Linked DNA regions of Sus scrofa: all the other regions are linked to region 1. A link is a contact called in public Hi-C and HiChIP or PLAC-seq data. All regions are on one chromosome and are shown on one strand. Each heading gives the region's core, a stretch centred on a gene start, on an enhancer-like site or on the middle of the called end of the contact. The rest is flanking DNA. Distances are from core to core; before and after follow the strand shown.

Region 1 (2,771 bases), core at 250-2,749:
GGTTTCTTGGAAAAAATTTTAAGGTAAAGCGAGAGAAACTTCCATATCTGTCGCCCCTGCTCGAGTACAGACCCTTTTACACGGAAACGACAGTGAGCGAGGAGCCCGTCACCCCCGTGGGCCTCACCCAAGCGCCCAGTGTCCCTCCGGCCCTTCCGGGGCGAGCACCCGCGCCTGCGGGGCGAGCGCACGCAGGCTCCTGGGATTGGAAGCGTGCCTAGAGAGGCAGTAAGCTCAGCGCGCCCTCCACCCCGACCCTCAGTCGAAGAGGCTGCGAAGCCCGCGGGTCTCCCCGCACCCCAACCTCCCTTCCCCGGAGATGCAAATCCGCAGCAAAGAGGACCGGAGAGAGTTACCCGCCGAGGCCTAGGCGCGAAGACCACAGAAACGCCCCGGACTCCCGGGCCGGGGGCCCTCTGCTTTCGACGCGCCCGCCGCCGCTCTCTCCAGCCAGCTGCTGCCTCTCCCTCGGCGCCTGCAGCATCGGGCCGCCGAAGCCCGCGGCTGGCGGAACTGGAGGAAGGTGGCGCGGCTCAGGGGCGGCACAGGGAGGAATCAGTCTCCTTGGACCCTGCCGGGAAGCAGGGAAGGATGCAGCGCCGCCCGGAGTCCGAGGCGCCCACCAGCGCGTGCGCTGCCCGCAGCTCCTGGCTCTCGATCCAGTCAAAAGCGTGGAAAGCCTCGGGAGCCGCGGGGAAGCTCCTCCTGCTGGGCGGCTGGCGCCAGATGCGTGGTGGCCGTGGCCGCCCGCAAGTTGGCTGAGGAAGGTGCAATGCGGAGGGAGGCGTTGGGGCGCCGGGGCAGGCGAGGCAGGAGCGCGGCCAAGCTCCTACCTTTCCGGCTGGGCAGACTCCCGCCGCGCGCCCTCTCCTGGAGTCCGGGACAGGAAAATCACCACGAGGGGAGGGCAGGGAAAAAGCGGCGGGTGGCTTCAGGACAAGGTAGGAGGATCAAGTTGCACAGCCTAGGAGACTCTGCCATCCCTCCTAGATTTGTTTGGAAGGCTGCAGAGACCAAAGCTAGGGGCAGCTCAGGTACCTCCCCCCGCCCCACCCGGCTGGCAGGCAGCACAAGTAAACACTTTTGCTTGACTCTCTGTGGACTTTGGTGACACCAGGAGGGGCAAGGCGGTTTGGTCCCCAGCAGAAAGGGAGGGGGCGGTCAGAGAGATCCGTGTTTCTGGGATCTGCCCTTTCAAGGACAAATGTATTAGTGCTTTTTTCTCTTTTGGCGGAAACATTACTGTAGGGAGTAGAACCAAGGTGAGATGTGCATTTTCTTCTCTTGTTAAAGTTGGTCTTCCTTGATAAAAGCATATATTAATAATGACTTCATACTTGGATAGCTGTGAATACTTTTTAAATTTCAGTGTTTGTGAAATAACTCGCTGTTTAGTAACATTCAACTAGTAACTCCAGACTTTGAGCACTGAACATCATCATCACATTCTGTCAGATGACTCCAGGAAGAAGAGCCACAGATTTGGGTGCAATTCAAAGTAAGTAATGTGGAGTTCCCCTTGAGGTGCAGCGGAAACAAATCCGACTAGGAACATGAGGTTGTGGGTTTGATCCCTGGCCTCACTCAGTGGGTTAAGGCTCTGACTCTTGCCGTGAGCTGTGGTATAGGTCACAGAGGTGGCTCGGATCTGGTGTTGCTGTGGCTGTGGCATAGGCCAGCAGCTGTAGCTCCGAATAGACCCCTATCCTGGGAACTTCCATATTCCCTGGGTGCAACCCTAAAAAGACCAAAAAAGGGAGTTCCCGTTGTGGTGCAGCGGTAACAAACCCAACTAGTATCCATGAGGATGCGGGTTCGATCCCTGGCCTTGCTCAGTGGGTTAAGGATCTGGCATTGCTGTGAGCTGTGGTGTAGGTTGCAGACATGGCTCAGATCTGGTTTTGCTGTGGCTCTGGTGTAGGCCAGCAGCTACAGCTCCAATTCGACCCCTAGCCTGGGAACCTCCATATGCCACAGGAGTGGCCCAAAGAAATAGCAAAAAAAAAAAAAAAAAAAAAAAAGACCAAAAAAAAGTGAGTAATGTGTCACCACTTCATCTGTGATGGACCTTGTGGTGTTTGTGTTAATTTTGACAACAGCCCTAGGAGCACTTGTTATTTTCCCAGGTCTACTATCAAAAAATTCAGAGGGTCCAGAAATCCCTATCATTTCCTTTTCTACAAATTGCCTCTGATGGAACCCACACAGATTTTGCAGTTTTAAACATGGTTCCTGAGACATCAGAGTAGTGAAAAGTGTTTATGGAATTTGTCTATTTGGGCCCATTTTTCTTGAGGTTACTTTGCTCTTTTAGGTTCTCCTAAGTTTATTATTCTTCTCTTGTTCAGGATTTTCTTTCTTTCTTTCTTTCTTTCTTTCTTTCTTTCTTTCTTTCTTTCTTTCTTTCTTTCTTTTTTTGTCTTTTAGGGCCACACCCGAGGCATATGGAGGTTCCCAGGCTAGGGGGTCAAATCAGAGCTGTAGCTGCTGGCCTATGCCACAGCCACAGCAATGCCAGATCCTTAACCCACTAGCAAGACAAGGGATCGAATCTGTGTCCTCATGCTCAGATTCATTTCTGCTGAGCCATGACAGGAACTCCAGTTCATGATTTTCAGAATTAAACACAAATTAAACCTCCTCTCCTCTAGCTTTCCTAAGACTTTTGGATCTATACAGTCATACGCAAAGGGGAAAGTCCCTCCAATTTTCTTAGGTGACATTTGCACTTCTTCATAGTTGTAGTGTCCAAAAAGGCACTGTTCACCCTA
Region 2 (2,700 bases), core at 1-2,500, 160 kb before region 1:
TCCTCACTTTGTGCCCTCACTCAGGACTCAGCTGGAGTTTCATGTCCATGACTGGTTCCTTGAACTCCTTCCACTCTGGTATTTGACATCAGCCCATACCTCCAACACGGCACTGACAACAATGGATGTTTACATGTTTGCCCCTCCTGCAAAATGTAGGCTCCTCTGATTGAACTGCATGTGCCTACTGTCTCCTTTAGGCCTAAAGCATAGTAGGTTAAATAAGCATCCAATAAATACTTTTTGAATAAATCTGGTAGAAGTGTTTAATGCATAAGGAGTCAGCAGGGGAGTTGAAAGTGATGACCTCCAAAGTCCTTTTGAATGCTGAGATTTTCATTTGAGGATATCAGCCTCTTCCATAGTGTTGAAATGACATCTGCTTATGAGCCTCACCCATAACTTCAAGGTACTCTTCAGCCTGAGCTTTAGACTAAAATGTCCACCTGCCTGTTATATAACTTCACATAGCTATAGCTGTGAAGGACATTCCAAACTCAGGATGTCCAAAATAACTCAGTTGCTCACACAACTTGACCCACCATTCCAGTTTTCTGTATTTGTTAATAACACTAACCTCCTCTCAGAGGGCCATGCTAAGAATATCCAGGATGGCACATTTCTCTTAAAACAAACAAATCCTGTGGATTCCCCTTTGCCAAGACCAGTTCTTTTTGTCACTGCATGTCTTTACAGTTTCCATCAAATTACTTGTGACTCTAACTAGTATTTATTTTATTCTGACTTTCATGATCTTTTCCATCTCTGTCCCAATACAAGATCCTGGAAGATTTCCTCATTAGGGCTACACAGGGTTTGTAGGTAGACAGCAGGTGTTCAATCTTGGTAGAATGGCTCAGTGGATGTTAGGATGTTAGGTTTAAATTGCTTTAGGGGTTTGGTTCTTGTTAATGTACTTTTTGCCCCTCTCGTACAGTAAATATAGTAAAATGCACAGGAAACAGAAAATACATATATTTTAAAAATCGAACACTTTATCTGTTCTAACTCGGAGTTGATGTAACAATTAGCTACAGCTTTAATAACATATTCTGCTATTTACATAAATAAATAAATAAATAAATAAATAAATAAATAAATAAAGTCCCTTAGACTCAGCTCCCAGCAAAAACCAGCCAGGATTCAGGTTTCCCACCCCTTCCAGTGGCCTGATGTGCGGCGGGGGAGGAGCGAACAGCAAGCTAGGGTGGAGGAGCAGGGGGAGCGGGATGGGGGACGTCCCGGAAGTCATTGACCAGAGCGAGCGGCAGCCTCAGCGGGATCAGCTCGGGCTGCAGTCCCAACAATAACAGGCGCGCGGGCCGGGTGGGGGCCGCCGGGGGGCCCAAACTTGGGGGCGGAACCCGGATTGGGGGAGGCGGGTGGGACGCTTCCCAAGGCCGTAAGGGATTGGAGGAGAGAGATGAGGGGCGGTGGAGCTCTAGGAGTGGGCTGGGGAGCTAACGGGTCGACCAAGGAGAGAGCGCGTTGATTGGGTAACGCAGAGGGAGACGGACCAGAGCCGACTGCGGATTGGCTGTGGCGGGCTGTGCAGGCGTGGCCAGCGAGCGCGAGAGGGAGCGCGAGGGAGCTGGCGGCTTGTCTGCCAGCCAGCTAGCCGGAACCCCGGGCTAGTGCGGCGGGCAGGAGTCGGGTTGAGGAAAGCTGCGCGGGAGGCGCGTACCCCAGCTCAGCTGCCGCAGCCGCCGCCGCCTTCTGCGACTAGAGCACTCCGCTTCCTTCCCTCCCCTCCCTCGCGCTCCGGCCTGGGGTCTTGGGGCGGGGAGTGGAGGGAAGGGACGAAGGAGGAGGAGGTTTCGGAGAGTGAGGGGCGGAGGGGGTTCCCGGCGCGGGGCGAAGCGCGCGCAGCCTCTTGCTCTCCCGCCGCTGCCTTTGACTCTTCGCCCGGTGCCGCGGCTCCGGGGCGCCCGCACTATGCAGGCGGATGGCGAGCCGGGCGATGGTGAGAGCTGGGCATAACCCTCTTCTTTTTCTAGTCCGGGCCGCGGCCGCCGCCCCCGCCCGGGCCGCGCTCCCCCTCTCCCGCTCCTACCCCCTCCCTCCCCGGTCCAACTCCTCCTCCTTCCCCATGCCTCTGTTCCTCCTCCTCTTACTTATCCTGCTCCTGCTCCTCGAGGACGCCGGAGCCCAGCAAGGTGAGCGGTTCCCGACTAGTGCGCGGAGCCCCAGGGGCGGGGGGGGGGGTTGGGGGGAGCCTCGGGGTGGTGTGTGTCCGGCCTTTAGCAGAATCTGCAGGCGCGCCGGGGAGGTGCGGTGCGCTTCGGTGAGTGGCCAGACCTGGTTTGGCACCCGCTTAACTGAGTTGCAAAGGTGGGCTGTCTGTGTCCCCCAAGTTGGCGTGGCTTTACTTTTTGGGAAGCCCATTCATTTTTCTGAAAAGGAGGTGAAACCCTGCCCGCTGTGAAGTCCTCCTTTTGGGTTTGGGTTCTTCTGAGGAACATCTTTTGGAGGAAAAGGAGAAGTTTTGGAGATGTAGCACCTCCCCTCAAGTTAAGCTAAATGGATAGATGGGCAGAGTAGAACGGGAAGGTAATTAAATAGCATCTTAAACCCAGGAAAGGCAGGTGGTGATAATCTTTTGTGAAAGTGCTTAGGTTCAAAAGTGACTGAAGTTGATTCTGCTGTCTTGGAGTCTTGGCTTTAGAACATGACCTTTGCAGTCCCTACATATTCAGGGTG
Region 3 (2,700 bases), core at 176-2,675, 230 kb before region 1:
AGGGACAAAGCCAAGGTTTTAGTCACATACAAGGCTTACATTCCAGCTGTGCAATCATCTCCCTCTGTGACCTCAGACAAACGATTATACTTCCACATTCCTATTTCTTCATCTATAAAAAATGTCAAGGAAAGTTTGGCAGAGGGGGAAAGAATCTCAATGTTCATGCTCAAACTATAGATCAAATTGTTATAATTAAACCCACAGCATAACCAAGTCCCACAAACCTATTGTAGATGCCATAATATTATATCATTTGTCACTTAAAATCTGCTTATATTCCATCTGGTACAGACACGAAGGTGATGTATTATTTAACCGGCAAAATAAATCCTATTAGAGTGCACTGCTGGCATTGTTCTTTCCCTGAATTCTTTTAACTCCTTCAAAACAAAATGTTCTTCTGGGAGCATAAAAAAATGATGGAATATACAGGACATGAAACGTTTTTAAGAGTGAATAGGTTTAGTTTTAATCAAAATCCCACTTCTACTTTTAATATTATCCTTCATCTGAGAATGTGAAAAAAAAAACTGATTGGATTATACTCTTGGATTAATAAGGGAAAATTGTTTCTAGTCTTAGTTCTGGGAATAATCAGGTATGTGACCTTGGACAATTATGACTGGTTTATAGGAGAAAATATTACAAAACCATTATGTATATACACTTAGAAGGCTTTATAATAGCATTGAAAATAATTATGGTATTAAACTAAAATCCCTTTAGAATATTTTTTGCATTTTTAATAAGTTAGGAAAATGTTCAAATAATATTAAGTGAAGAGCCAAGAAAGGGGGTACAAATTATGTGTTAGTGTTACCTTGGCTGCCAAGACTAAAAATGCTAAGACCAGGAGGAAATTCAACAAAATGTTAGCAATAGCTGTTTTATTATGTTGGTGGAATTGTAAACGACATCTTTCTCTTCTTTCAACATTTCTTTACAATGTAATATTCTCTAATACCAATATATTATCTTATTATTGGGAAAAAACTACTTACAAAAGAAATTATGTGACTCCTATGCAAAAAGAATACTTTAGCTTTCATCCACCTGTTAATCCTGCAGATAGTAGTGACAATTATTCCTGAGAATGCTCAGATAATCTCACATACCCCCAATTATTCAGAAACAAAATATTAGTGATATCCTACACCTTGCAAAAATTGATTTCCAGGTATTGTTATTTGCTCTGCTCATTACTCAAGTCAAGTGATACTGAATCAGGGTTGGCAGCGAGGGAATAATTGCCCTCACTACAGATCAGGAAGCCATCAACTCCACCGGAAGAGATTACGGTGCGTAGCAGTGACACACTGAGAAACATCTTATTTATGAAGCCACAAAATAACTTCCTAAAGAGACCATTAAGTCATGCCTAGAAAATGTATCAGCAAACCTCTGTGGCCTTATTACCCAGCCTCCTTCTTAGAGGAAACCACCTCCCTTTCCCACAGAGGAGTCATGAGTGGTCAGCTATAGAGCCACCACAACTGTACAAATGCTCCAAAAGAGCTCTCCAGTGTCTCTCTGAAAGGCACACACAAAGCTCTTTCCTAGTGCAACTGTGACCCATTCTTTCACTTATTATATGTTATCAAGTACTAAATATGTGCTAACCCCAAGAGACAAAAATATCTTCTCACTTAAACATGAAAAACAAGTAGAATTTGACTTTGGCAAGTTACAACTTGAAGTTTGCCTCAAGGCATTATTTTTAGTTATTTATATATATGTATTTAATTATTGTTCTTTTTTTAATTTTCAATATTTATTCTTCTCATTAGAAGAAGCTGCATTTCAAGGTCAGAAAGATCTGGGCTTGAATCCTGACAGGAAAAATATTAATGGTTTGACTTGATTAATTTACATAACCTTTCCAAACTTTTATTACTTATCTACAGTGGAACTAATAAGATTGATGACATGTAAAAATCATTGTTTATCTTCAATAAATGTTATTTGCCTTTGTTGTTAACGATATATATTTATTAAGGATTAAATGTAATAAGAAAGGCATATTTCAACAAAAATCATTGCTACTTCAAAAGCACACAAAAAGAATAATCAATTTATCTAATCAGATCAGGGTGCTGCAAAGGAATTGATGGAGAACAACCCATTAGTCCCTCAGTTACTTGTAATAAACTGAAATCATTCTAGACTTTTTTTTAAAAAAAGAGACATTTATTTATTTATTTATTTGTCTTTTTGACTTTTCCGGGGCCCCTTCCCGCTGCATATGGAGGTTCCCAGGCTAGGGATCTAATAGGATCTGTAGCCACCGGCCTACGCCAGAGCCACAGCAATGCCAGATCCAAGCCGAGTCCACGACCTACACCACAGCTCATGACAACGCCAGATCCTCAACCCACTGAGCAAAGCCAGAGATTGAACCCGCAACCTCATGGTTCCTAGTTAGATTCGTTAACCACTGTGCCACGACGGGAACTCCCACTCTAGACTTTTAACATTTGTTTTTAGCTATATCTGACAGAAGCACTAATTTCAGCATAGAAGCCCCCCAAATAAGTTACTGACTCAAAAGGAAGGTATTCTACTAGAACCACCTCTCTCTGATCTGTCCAAACTGCTAGGAAACAGATAAACCAACAGCAACCTCACATACTGTTGAATTTTGGCTAAGGCTACATGCTGGAAAGAGGCAACCAGCTCAACCAGCCTGAAGCACACACA
Region 4 (2,700 bases), core at 42-2,541, 170 kb after region 1:
CTGTGCACTGCTACCATTTTCTCTGGTTGGTTCCTCTGACAATTCTCCTCTGGCAAGGTATTCTACATGAAAATCCAGTCATATTTGAATATTATATTCTATTACCTTATTTTACTTATGTGTTAGATATGAATAGCAGTTCAACTTAGGCAAAAGAAATATAGCTAAAGATAGAGAAACAGATAGCTATGTCTTCAGTCTGTCAGGGTGGTAGAAATTTAGTATCAGCCTGGGGCTCCCACCTTTCTCCTGTTCTGTAGCTAAATTTGAAGGCATTTGAGGGGTGAAGTAGGGTTTGACAGCACCTCTGGTCCTTGAGTTGGCCGTCTCTGTAGGTACCTGTTGAGAAACCTATCATTGCTGGTCTCATGCCACATTCATGGGTCTATACACATCACTACAGAGATGTCCCTGCTTTCTGTCTGTGAATTTATATGCAATACTTGAAGGCTCATTTTGTTTTCTCTGAGCCATAAAGTCATTTGCAGTCTCTCAGGTTGTGCATGATTCTTTCTGCTTAAGGCAATGTTCTCAAAAATTCAGTCTTTTTCATACTATATAAACAATTTTTTATTCACTTTTTTTGACATATCTGGGACTCTCAGCATTAACTTAATGTTTTTCTTTAACTAACTGTAATTAATTTTAAAAGGGTGCTTTACTACAATAGAAAATATCACTTGCCATAAAGAGAAAGCAGCCAACAAACAAAAATTGTATGAAACCCAAAGGATGCCATTACATGCTAGTTGGATACTGTCTGTCAGATTACATCCTTCTTAGTCTAAACTTAAGCAATAAAATCAGAAAGACTATCTGGTGCAATGAGAGCGAGGTTGTGAGAGAGTAAGTCAATGGGTTATCATCTCGAAAGTATAATCTCATTGCTGTTCACAAGTAGGGTAGTGGTGAGGAAAACACAAGATTGGAAAATCCGACTCATAAAGTCACAACTAATGAGTATCAGTGACCAGGCAGGTCGCCTTACTTGGTGGACGTTCGTTCCTTCCTCAGTAAAAAATAAGAATCCAACAGCCCAGACCTCCCTTTCGCGTACCGACTGCCCCTCCGGAGCCGAACTACACCTCCCACAACTCGCCGCGCGCGGCGCCGGGAATGCCGTCCGCTGCCTCTCGCTGCTTTTCCTCTGTCCCTCCTACAACTCCCACAAGCCCCCTCGGCTCTGTGGCCAGGCCCAGCCCGGGGTGGAGGCGGAGGCGGAGGCGCGGGAGTTATGGAGGGGGCGGGCTCTGCAGGGAAGTGCGTCAGAAGAGGCGTGGGGAGAGTAGGGTTCTGTGGTTTGAGCTTGAGGGTGAAGCTGGCGGAGCAGGAGGATGGGCGGTGAGTGAGCGGGGCCGGCGTCGCTCGGCAGGGGTCGCGTAGCTGTTGGACGTTTCCAGCCGTTTGAAAAGGGGCCCCCTACCCGGGCGCGGCCGGGGTGTGCGGGTTCTGAGCGGGGGGCTGTTGCGGGGCTTTTCCCTCGGCCGAGCGGTCTGGGGAAGGGCCTGCCCCGGTCACTGAGGCCCCTGGCTGGACCGCGCAGGGCTGCCCGGCCGTAGCTCTGGCTAGTCTCGACCCCCCGCCCGGCCACGAGGTGCGTCCCGCGAGGTGACAGCGCTAGGCGTCCGGCCTGGGCGAACTGCCGCTCCGGTGCCCGGGACCTTTTAAGGTCATTTGAGAGCACAAGGATGAAAAAGGATTAAAAAAGAATAAAAATACAAACCCAACCTCTGGAGTTAAAGTTAATTATTGTAATTGCTCTGGTCTCTCCTGAGTCACTTGCCATTTTCCAAACTCAGCAGCCCCAGTTTGCGAGCCTGTTTTCGTACTCCTTTTAAAGGTGTTTGGTGCGGTCATGGTATATACTTGCAGTATTTGACTCAGCTTGATCCGGCTTGAGTCATTTTACTGCGGCCATTTACTACTGCCGTTGAGCCCTGTCCACGCCTTTGGAGTGCTTGTATTTTGCCCGATTCTGGGTTTTCTTTCTGGCTGAGGAGGAATCATTTAGTTTGCAGATGAGGAGGTTCAAAAGTATAAAGAATGAGGACGGTCGATAGGAGTGAAGACTTAGGCAGCGTTAAGGAGCTTGGTTTAGCTTTAATGGATTAGGGGCAGATTGATATCTAGCATTATTATATATTATTATTCTCTTTTCTATTTCTTGCGCCTGAAACAACCTTCTCTCTGGTTTAACAAGCGTTTTCAACTGTCTTCTGAATAGCTCTCTACTCTTAACCTTGTTTTGGAAGGTTTCCCTAATCAGAGGAAACTGGGAGGAGCCGATTTCCTCTGCTTCCTTTTCTGTTGGCGGACTTGCGTACAGAGAGATGGGACCGAGGCTTATTGCCAGGAAGCAGTGTTTATTTGTGCCTGCACCGGCTCAGGATTCATATCCATCGGCTGAGCCGAGAGCGCAGGGGGGCGTAGCTTTATATACCCTTCATTAGTTGCCCCTTTACATTTTAGCCCCTTTGTCTTCCTTATGGGGTAACATACATTTGATTAGATGGTCTATGCTACAGAGTTACGCATGCGCACACAGATGCTGATGATTCCACGTTGCCTTCCCTTTGTTCTGGGGGGGCCCTAACCACATTTCCTCTGCCCTTTTCACACCCAGACTCAGAACAGTTAATGCTCTGCAGTCTTTCCTTAACCATTTATGCTAGGTACATTGCTGACTCTGGGCATGTCTGT

What was found. Hi-C and Micro-C count contacts between places; a contact is called where the count stands out from the background. HiChIP or PLAC-seq counts read pairs in DNA pulled down with a chosen protein or histone mark.
Region 2: a contact with region 1 is called in an H3K27ac HiChIP or PLAC-seq map of skeletal muscle. The contact joins the promoter of DCBLD2 here to the promoter of ST3GAL6 in region 1. A contact is called at or near these places in 5 of 47 Hi-C or Micro-C datasets (embryonic fibroblasts, heart right ventricle, liver and 1 more) and 2 of 2 datasets of contacts at active chromatin or transcription factors (alveolar macrophages and skeletal muscle).
Region 3: a Hi-C map of embryonic fibroblasts shows a contact between it and region 1, with 1.9 times the contacts expected there. The contact joins the enhancer-like site here to the promoter of ST3GAL6 in region 1. A contact is called at or near these places in 2 of 5 promoter capture datasets (fetal liver and liver), 8 of 47 Hi-C or Micro-C datasets (embryonic fibroblasts, fetal heart ventricle, fibroblasts and 4 more) and 1 of 2 datasets of contacts at active chromatin or transcription factors (alveolar macrophages).
Region 4: an H3K27ac HiChIP or PLAC-seq map of skeletal muscle shows a contact between it and region 1. The contact joins the promoter of CLDND1 here to the promoter of ST3GAL6 in region 1. A contact is called at or near these places in 1 of 47 Hi-C or Micro-C datasets (embryonic fibroblasts) and 2 of 2 datasets of contacts at active chromatin or transcription factors (alveolar macrophages and skeletal muscle).

The regions. Positions count from the first base shown.
Region 1 is chr13:160,223,838-160,226,608 of Sscrofa11.1, forward strand. It overlaps ST3GAL6 (type 2 lactosamine alpha-2,3-sialyltransferase), which reads right to left and starts at 1,500. Exons shown (of 11, transcript XM_021070677.1): 1 at 834-1,500.
Region 2 is chr13:160,062,492-160,065,191 of Sscrofa11.1, forward strand. DCBLD2 (discoidin, CUB and LCCL domain-containing protein 2) reads left to right here and starts at 1,251. Exons shown (of 16, transcript XM_021070662.1): 1 at 1,251-2,156. The coding sequence starts at 1,946.
Region 3 is chr13:159,997,301-160,000,000 of Sscrofa11.1, forward strand. No RefSeq gene overlaps it. Among named protein-coding and RNA genes, the nearest start is that of DCBLD2, 65 kb to the right of the region's middle. Within about 2 kb of position 1,426, at least 12 of the 83 cell types and tissues checked have an H3K27ac peak or open chromatin away from gene starts, as enhancers often do. A contact at or near this core is called in embryonic fibroblasts, where this site is marked.
Region 4 is chr13:160,396,233-160,398,932 of Sscrofa11.1, forward strand. It overlaps CLDND1 (claudin domain containing 1), which reads left to right and starts at 1,292. Exons shown (of 5, transcript NM_001243498.1): 1 at 1,292-1,341.